2 separate regions of the Mus musculus genome follow, and region 1 is linked to region 2. Evidence: chromatin contacts called from public HiChIP or PLAC-seq data. All regions are on one chromosome and are shown on one strand. The core of a region is the stretch at or near the end of the contact, and the rest is flanking DNA. Distances in the headings are between cores, read along the strand shown. Region 1 overlaps Adgrl3 (adhesion G protein-coupled receptor L3). Region 2 has its middle 210 kb from the start of Gm22974.

Region 1 (5,147 bases), core at 2,410-4,909, 590 kb before region 2:
ACTGTTCATTTATTCAATAAATATTTATTGAGTCTCTACTTTGCACAAGTTATGAAGTCTGAGGACACAGTAGGAGCAAAACAGGAAATACCTCTGATCTGATGCAACCTAAAGTCTCATAAGGATGTATAATTTTCCAAACGACCCAACGCCCACTGTTTTATTATAAAGCAGCATGAACAGAACAATGTAAAATACATTCCCACCCCCATTATTTATGTCCCCATGCTCTGCTAAACAAGACAAACTAGTACTTTAGTAAATGAATCTGTACTGGGATTTATCTTGGTAGCCATAATATATTGAGACAAATGGATAGAACTATTAAAATACTATGTTTTCCAATAATAAAAGAATATAGTATGATGAACTATTTTTGTAGTAATTTTAGGAGCAATAACTTTTTTCTGTCACGTAGTATCTAATGTATGGACTAATATAGAAATATAACTCAAGTGGGGATATTCAATGGGAATTATTTTAAATGCTATTATCAGCTTTAAAGCACTTTGAGGTCTTCTCATTTGCAAATGAGTTTACTCATTTTTATTGTATTGTGTTCATGTAACACATGTGTTTATCCCACCTATATTCACATATATTCTTTTACATTCCAAGTGCTAGTCTTAGAATCTAGGACAAATTATAAGATAAATGATACTAGGCTTATCTCAGAATAGATTATATCTTTATGATTGTATTTCAATCACCTTAAACATAATTCTATATGCTACATTAAACATGAAACCACTTGGTTCATTATAAAATTGCATAGCTAACCATAACTTATGAAGTTAAAATCTCTTAGAACTATTTCAATAAATCACTGAAATGTTCTTAATACACTAAAGAAACTTGTTATCGGCAAAATATTTAAGGTTAGAAAAATATGTTGGAGGTCTTTGCATAGTGTTGTAATTTTGTTTTGTTCATGTTTATAAAGAAAAGTCTATGGACATCATGTAAGATATTTAAAGTACAATGTGACATTAAGATTTTGAGCTGTACTCAGAGATGTCTCAGTGGATAAAGGCACTTGGCACTAAACCTGACAATTCCCAGGTCAGTCCTCAGGACACACAGTAAAAGTAGAGAACAAACTCCTCAATTTTTCCTGACTATCTTGTAGAGCCAATGCCATTACTGGTCTGATTCACAGGGTGTAGGCATTTCCTATGACTGCATACAATCATGACAATAATGGACAAAAATAACAATATTTTTAATGTACTTTAAATTAATTTTCTAAATGTAGTCTCATCAGGATTTCAATGATGAACCTCAATTAAAAAGATTCCATTATAAAGTAGAACACTTTCGAAGACCTACAAATCTTTTTATCCAGTTTGAGATAGAGAACTTATAGGCATCCCAGAACCATTGCAATAATCTGTTGACTAGCCTTTCTACATCACTGCCGAAAGCATTTACAAATTACTCATGATAAATGTAAGTGGATCTTGAGTCATGGAACGTAATGAACTGAGGAATGCACTTTATAGACTTTATTTTGAGATAGTCTCTATTTAAAATTTAAAGCAATTTAAAACTTTGTGACCAAGAATGAATATCTTCATATTAAAGTAAATGCAGTGTGCATGTGTGTGTGTTGTCATAATATCAACATCTGTATTATGCTGTATAAACAATTTAGGCAAGGCAATATTAATTATAGTTCTTTAAAAATAACCAAACTATATTTAAATGCCCTGTCTATGAGGAGATAATTAAATTTACCCTCAAATTGTGAATTAAAATAACAAAGGTGTCCAAAGAAAAGCAGTGTTTTAAAACATCATACACAAAAATCACACAAAAGGCAAAATTTAAGACATAGTATGGAAGACATGAAATACAGAAAATAAAATATCCAACTCAAATGAATGGGACTGATTTACCATGTCCCAGCTAATAACTACAAATACTTAATTTATTAGAATAAGAATTGATGAGTTTATTCAAATTTGCTCCATCTTAGTATGATAAAATATACCACCGTGTCAAGCAGTAGAATAAAACAAGTGAGTTCTGATATAACACTGATATATCCAATTCTTTTCAGTACAAGAAAATTAAAGTATGTATATATCAGTTGAAAGTATATTTACAAACTTTATTTTGCTTGCTACTTGTGAAGAGCTTCATGAAGTTCCAAATGCCTTAATGATTGATAGGTATATATGTGTAAAATTTAAAATGTATAATAATAGTTCTTTGAAAACTTATCTCTAAGCATGATGTTAATATACTACCTGTTACTTGGTATATGTAGCAGAATATCCTTATAACCAAGAGAGATGATATTACACTTAAGCTGTTTTGAGTCTGAAAGTCCCTAAGAAGGTTTCTAGCATTCATGAATGCATATAATCAACTAAATGGTAAAGAAAATAAATTATACTAATAAATTATACAGGCTAAATCTGTTAAGACTAATAATAGTATAATAAACCAGTGACTACATGGTGAAATAACACAGGTTGTAAATCAACTTCACCATAGTCATTTAACAATGTTTCAATGGCAACTACTAAAGAAAAATTAGGGAAATACTTCAAGTTGTTATTAAATAATGATGAAACTCTTAAAAAATGAAAAAATGGAAAACTGTTCCAATGTCACTTCAGCTTAAGGAAGCCTAGTTTTGAGTCTGCCTACATGACTGACATGTTATATATAGTCAAGGAACATGGAGTATCTCTGTATAAACCTACACTTGTGAGGTGGCATGTTACTATGAAGAGGCTTTGAGTGGTAAGCTGCAGTGACCACTCTTCATGAATCATCTCTTGCTTCTTTCCTGTCTAATTCTAATGAAGGTGATCTCTGTTTCCCCTCACACACTCAGCTGAGATGCCAGCCGTTCTTTCCCATACTTCCCCTTGTGGGAGGGAGTAGAACATTTGCGAGTGTGGATAGGTACCTGAAGGGGAGGGGTTCATTTATACAGCTGGGGTGAGACATTTCACTGGTACAGGTGTTTTGTGGTCACTCAGTTTCTTGAAAGTCACACCTTGCCTACACACCACGGTAATCGGATTGGTTCTTCAAGCTAGATTTGATTTGTATCATCTCTTGGATCTATTGGTGTCCTAAGGTGAACAGTCTTTTATTCATATCTCACCAGAAAAGAGCACAGGACAACAAATAATGAATTTCGCAGAAGCCATCCAAGAACTATGTTGTGTTCTTCTACCTTTCTACACACTGCTTTACCCACACACAGGAAGTCAGAAAATTAAGAGAAGGTCTGTGTGAGCCAAAATAAATCGTACCTTCCTTCCTGACAGAGAGAGAGGGAGAAGGAGAGGGACAGGGACAGGGAGAGGGAGGGGGAGGGAGGGGGAGGGGGAGAGGGAGAGGGAGAGGGAGAGGGAGAGGGAGAGGGAGAGGGAGAGGGAGAGGGAGAGGGAGAGGGAGAGGGAGAGAGGAGGCACAGAGAGAGAGAGCTGTTAATGCAGTTCCTTTTGTTAATTTTCTTAGCATCACTGCTGCTAACATCCTATTTCAACTTTGGACAACTATTCCCTCTCTAACTGGGGCATCAGCTTTTTCTAGCAGACACAATGAAATTGGAGAAAATGTGGTGATTTATGCGGTGAGCTGAGGGAAAGAGCTCTGACTATACCCAAACATGACTAATCTTTAATCACTTCAGTGCAGGGCCGTGTTATTTAACGTTGACTCTCTACCTTTTGCCAAGAATTGAGCACTGTACAGCCATTATATCTTCAGAACAATAGCTGTTTATCCTGGGTAACACTGCTAGACCTGTCCAGGCAGACTGACCCAAAACACTTGGCCAAGTTTAAAGTAGAACATTCATTGAAACTTTGAGTCTTCTTTCCTGGTCTTATTTCCTGAAATTCCAACTTCTGTAAACGAGTCTCAACAACAAAGAATTTTGTGTCAAAGGATAAAAACATCACAAACTGACCATATCCTTTGCTTATTATGTTTTAGTATACAGAACATGTTTTCCTGCTGATTCATGTGGACAGGCTCAGACGGACAAAATGTTCCAGAGGAGAAAGACATGAAGTGTCCCCTATCCTGGAGCTACCTTGTTCATATCTGATATTCTCTTATCCCTTCAAAGATGTCTTTCATATACACTCTCTCTCCTTACCGTCCATACCTGGGGAACCCTGTGTTACACTCTTCCACTAAAGTATGAAGCTGTCATTCTCTGCTGGGGCATCTGCATTATAAATAAAGCCTGCTCTAGATTTCACATATCAGCAAAGCAGAGAGATTACTGGGTCCAGGTGGTCCCTATGTCCATTTAACCATTCAGCAGAGATAATTATATTCCTAAAAGGGCAATTAAAATGAAAGGTCAAGCTTAAATTTTATAACAAGAACTTACTTAATTACCACATAAATGTTACATTTTATTATATCTCTTATACAGCCTTAATAAATTCTTAGAGAATGACTGTATTTCTGTATGTTTGATTCTTTAGTTACACCTTTATTTAACCAAGAATAGGCATCCAGCCTGGACCGATGAATAAGAAAAACAAATATATGTCACTTTTTTCAGATAAGAAGTAAAAAACTGGACATGGAATATCTATGTCACTAATTACTTAGATGTATTACATGACAGTGTTTATATGGACTCATCTATTACAGTGATGCCTAAGGTTTGTAGCACTGGCTTACAAAAAAGAAAGTAGTTTTGATTCTAATGATTTTAGCAATGCTCCTTAAAAACGTACTATCAAATGAATAGAAATGGAGTAAAAAATTTGTCATTAATTTTGTGACTTCAATGTTAAACTCTGTCTGACTTTATAAATAAATAATAAACAACAATTTATCTTCATAACCTAAAATATTCTATATCCATTCACCTTTAACATGAATTGATAAGATAAAGTAAAATTCAATGTTTGACTACACACAAAATTTGTTGATATATTGAATATATATTTTGTTATTAAACTATAAACAAAGGTGTGAGTATAACTTTGGCTATAAATTCTCATAAACTGTCAAGATTAATTCCTAACTGAGCTGATTTCTGTTTACCTCATTAGAATATACATTCACCAGGAGGGCAGAGCCGTGATTATTTTTAATGTTGTATACAAACTTATAACCAAAAATGACTAACAGAGGCCTCGAGACTTATTGATTAT
Region 2 (4,559 bases), core at 475-2,974:
ATGGAACATTAAGTTCTTAATAATAAAAAGAGCTTATGGATAGCCATGGAAAAAATAAATGTGAAGAAGAGCAGGAAAATTCAGCTTGTAAACAACATGGGGAACAAGCTGTGCTAAAGGCAGATACAAGAGTAAAGAAGATTGATTCAGAAAACGAGCCCAGTGTTTAAGAAGCATGAAATGAAAAACAATATATATTTTGCTGTTATGATGTCTTAAAGCACAATATATTTTATTTTGGTGATCCTGGCAACACATAATTTTCCTTGCAAACTTATGTCGGCATTGCTTTATACTTGCTCATGGTGCAAGCTGGAGAAGCTCAGAATTGACATCAGGAATAAACACGAATCTAACCTCTAATTTCACACTCTGAACTTCCATTTTATCAAATATAAACAATGATAAAGTGATAAAAAAGAGGATTCTATATAATAGGAGCCAGATAATTATAAAGTAAAATATAAATTTGCTTATGGGGTATGTAGTCACTGTCGCATTGTCATGTGGAAAATGTCACCAGGACATAGTGACTTCTAGAATAGCCATATATACATGAGGAGAGCCTGTCTTAAAATAACACCAACAAATGAAAAACACCAATTCATTATGAATATTTACAATAGGAAAAACTTGTAAAACTTTTGCATCCTTTGAGACATAATTTTATTTATTTGCAATTCTATGGATCTACCTGTATTGGCAAATAATTAATCAATGATAATACATGAGATTGAACTTATAAATTACCATCAAACTTCTGTCTGTCTATATGTCACAAATAAAATTAAAGTATTTTAGTCACAACATTATTCCACAGTTTCTTCTTTAATTACCAATTCTGAAAATGATTTTTGAAACATAAAAATGAAAAGGGAGTGATATCTTTTATGAGATAAATGTTCCGTTGAGCCTTTAGTGGTTTCTATATCTCCGGAAGTAATTTCAAAGACAGTAAACATAAGCTTGTGTTCTAACCTGTGTAAATGTACAAAAGTTATGTTCTAACCAGAATGGGCTTTATTTTAGTGTCTCAATTTTCTACCTATCTTTTCTTCTAGGGGGACCATATTTTGAATATGTATTTAAACATAAATATTTTAACACATACAGAAAACATTCAGTAACTTAAGGATCAATACTATAAATATAGTCCAAAGGTATATTGTGTAGCATTTTCCTGTAAGTTGAAACAACCTCTTCTGGAGGGTGGAGAGAGCACCATGAGACTTAGGAATTAAACAGGATCACAAGTTTGAGAAAGCAGAAATAACAGTGTTCAAAAGCCTCTTCCCAAGTCTACAAATCAGCAAGGAATTGCTGGAGAGAGATACGCAGACCAGCCAAGCTGTTGAAAGATAATTGTGAACCAAACCTCTGGAGCTGCCTGAAATTCCCAGCAGGAAAGCAGCTTTTATGGGATCTGAATCTTGCTGTGGTGGGCTATTTGATGATATGGCTGCCTTGGAATCCTTCTTACTCCTGTGAGTAATTTCTCATCCATGCTCTTGTAAATAACATCCGTAAACTCACTGATTCACCAAGTTGTACTTTGATAGAGTCATCAGACTGGTCTGTGAGTGGTCGCTGATCTGGGGCAAATGCACGTTTGCTAAGTCTTTTCTGGAAACACACAAGGAGTCAACAGTAGTCACAAAGCTGTGTGAATGTCAACACGGCTGAGTCAGGCTTTGACTAGAGGCAAGCTGCTGCTCACAAGTGCAAAGACTATGGGATCGGAACAGTGCCCACATAGAGTGAGATGCCTTGGGATCTGAAGAGTGCCCACATGGAGTAAGATGCCTTATTCTTCTCTTCTGCTTCCCCGTTTCTCACATATCTACCATGAACTCTCAGACTTGTGATGAATCTCTGCTTACTCATATGGCCCTGCCATGCCAAAGACATATTAGCAAGACATAACAGAACTCTTTTAATTGGACAAAGATTAAAGGACCTATAAGAATACAATGGATTATGACTAAATACCTATCAATAGTGGTCACTGTTTTGCTGACATTAACTGACTCACTGAAGCAGAAACCCACGCAGCACAGTAACTTATTGTGAGGTTCTAAGAATGTGGGAGGCCAGCTTTTTACTCAGGACCTCGTCATAGCCTTGTCTGGGCCTTGTCCTTCATGTTTCCATTCTTTCAGTGTCCTGACAACAGGTTCCACAAGTATAAAAATGACCTTCATGCTGAGAGAGAATGGGGCCATCATTTGAGACCACATGTGTTCTCTCCACATCTGTACTTCACAACATAGCCTTTTGTTTCTGCACAGAACTTGCAAAAATGTAGTTATATATTCTTGTGCTTTCTTTGTTTTTGTTTATGTTCCTTATTTTAAAACAAGAATTCAGATCAGCGACCATGTTAGTCTGGTTCGTTTGTTCCTTCCTAAGCTATTAAACACACACAAGCCACAAACACACACACGTGAACACGCCCATGCACAGGCACACACTTCAGAGTTAGATGCTCTACAACTTTTTCTTCTTCCCTCTCTTCTTCTCCATTTTAAATGTAGAAAGGTAAATTATATTTCTTCTACCCAATTTTTACCAAAATGGTGTTACATCTAACTTATGCCTAGTTTGTTTGTTTGATTTTTGAGGCAGGTTTACATGTAGCCTACATTGTCCTCAAAGTCACCATGTAGCTCCGGCTGGCCTTGAACTGCCCCTCCTGCTTCCACCTGCAAAATTCTGAGATTGCAGGAATTTAACATCACACTCAGATCACTTTTTTTTCTTTATTAGATATTTTCTTTATTTGCATTTCAATGTTATCCCCTTTCCTAGTTTTCCCTCTGAAAATCCCCTATACCCTCCCTCCTCCCCCTGCTACCCAACCCACTCATTCCTGGTCCTGGCATACCCCTATACTGGGGCATAGAGTCTTCACAAGACCAAAGGCCTCTCCTCCCATTAATGACCTACTAGGCCATCCTCTGCTACTTTTATAGATAGAGCCACAAATTCCACCATGTGTTTTCTTTGATTGGTAGTATAGTTCTAAGGAGCTCTGGGGGTACTGGTTAGTTCATATTGATGTTCTTTCTATGGGGTTTCAGTTCCCTTCATCTTCCTGGGTATTTCTCTGGCTCCTTCATTGGGGACCTTGTAATCACTTTTATTTAATATTATATTAGGTAAATAATTTCTTCAAAAATCTTTATAGAACACTCTAGTAAGAAAACATTTTTTTCCTCAGTCACATTTGCCTATAAGGGTTAATTCCTAATACAGAGGCAACAGATGACCATTGACAAATAAATAGAGTGCTGCATAAATGCTGTGTTTTATGTAGATTCAAATATAGATTATTCATTAAAGGAATGCACTATTATTACTCCATAAGAATTATAGGATTATCTTCTCTTTTGTGGATACCAGGAAAAAGTGGATAGTATTAAACCATCACAATTATAATTAGCAGTGGAACCCTAGCTTTGAAACAATTGATTGCTAAAAATTTTATTGAATTGTAGTATAAAAATGTTAGTAGTTTTCAAAACATAAACGTTCCTAGTGATTAAGAGACTAAAAAGCAAAATAAAGAATATGTCTTATGATTGTTTCTGTCATGGTAAGTTATATTTTCAAAAGTCTCAAAGTAATAATCTATAGTTTTACAGAATAAGTATGTTCTAGTTATATTATTTTTGATTTCCCCATGGGATGTGTGTTAAACATTATATATAATGACCCTGAGCACAGTAATATACTGGGGGACTTCCTAATGATTTATTGTTATTTAAAAGAAGCTTGTTTGAATTTTCTTTTCTAACTAGTTATTATTTGTAGTTCATGGGACATAGTGAATTGACCACTCCATCAGTCTCTGAGGACACAAATCTTCTTGGCTGCCATGTTAGTAAAGCAACCACCTAAATAATCTGGAGGCTCTGACAATGGAGAAGACACTGGGCTTTGGAATTTAGCCATTGCCTCATTGTGAGCTTGATCTCCTGACATTTTAATGGATTGAGGTCCTATTTCTGATGGCTCAGTTTATACATGGACATAAACTATTTTGAGCACTTCAGAGCTTAGAGCTTGGAGCTGATGTTTAGGTTTGGAGTCAAACTGTCTGTCCTCTGCAGTGAGCAGAGTAGGTAAAATAGACATCTAATGAGATTCCATTATATGTGCAGTTGCTGCACTCAATGATAGCTATGGTAAAAATATACACACAGTAGCATTAAAACAATGGTTATTCTGAAGGAGATAACATGTTTACATGCACTTCTCTCATCTCTTCAAATCAACTAACTTCTGTCTCTGACTCTGTGTGTGTGTGTGTGTGTGTGTGTGTGTGTGTGTGTGTGTGTGTGTATACACAGGATTTGATGTTCATAGCATTTTAATTCTATTTTCTTCCTAGTGTCTGGAATTATTTGTCAATAGCTTGTATACTGTGCTGCATTTTTCTCATCTGACTGCGTTTAATTACTCATGACATATTCATCTCTGACCTACTTCTGGAAACTGTGCCACTCACTGTTGGCCACTTGAAAGTTGGGCTTATGCTGAGCTTACAACTCCCTGCA

What was found. HiChIP or PLAC-seq counts read pairs in DNA pulled down with a chosen protein or histone mark.
Region 1: a FOXA1 HiChIP or PLAC-seq map of pancreatic cancer cells shows a contact between it and region 2. The contact joins two enhancer-like sites.

The regions. Positions count from the first base shown.
Region 1 is chr5:81,274,368-81,279,514 of GRCm38.p6, reverse strand. The region is part of intron 3 of Adgrl3 (adhesion G protein-coupled receptor L3); the gene reads right to left. Among named protein-coding and RNA genes, the nearest start is that of Adgrl3, 260 kb to the right of the region's middle. Within about 2 kb of position 3,659, at least 42 of the 459 cell types and tissues checked have an H3K27ac peak or open chromatin away from gene starts, as enhancers often do. A contact at or near this core is called in pancreatic cancer cells, where this site is marked.
Region 2 is chr5:80,681,121-80,685,679 of GRCm38.p6, reverse strand. No RefSeq gene overlaps it. Among named protein-coding and RNA genes, the nearest start is that of Gm22974, 210 kb to the left of the region's middle. Within about 2 kb of position 1,724, at least 27 of the 459 cell types and tissues checked have an H3K27ac peak or open chromatin away from gene starts, as enhancers often do. A contact at or near this core is called in pancreatic cancer cells, where this site is marked.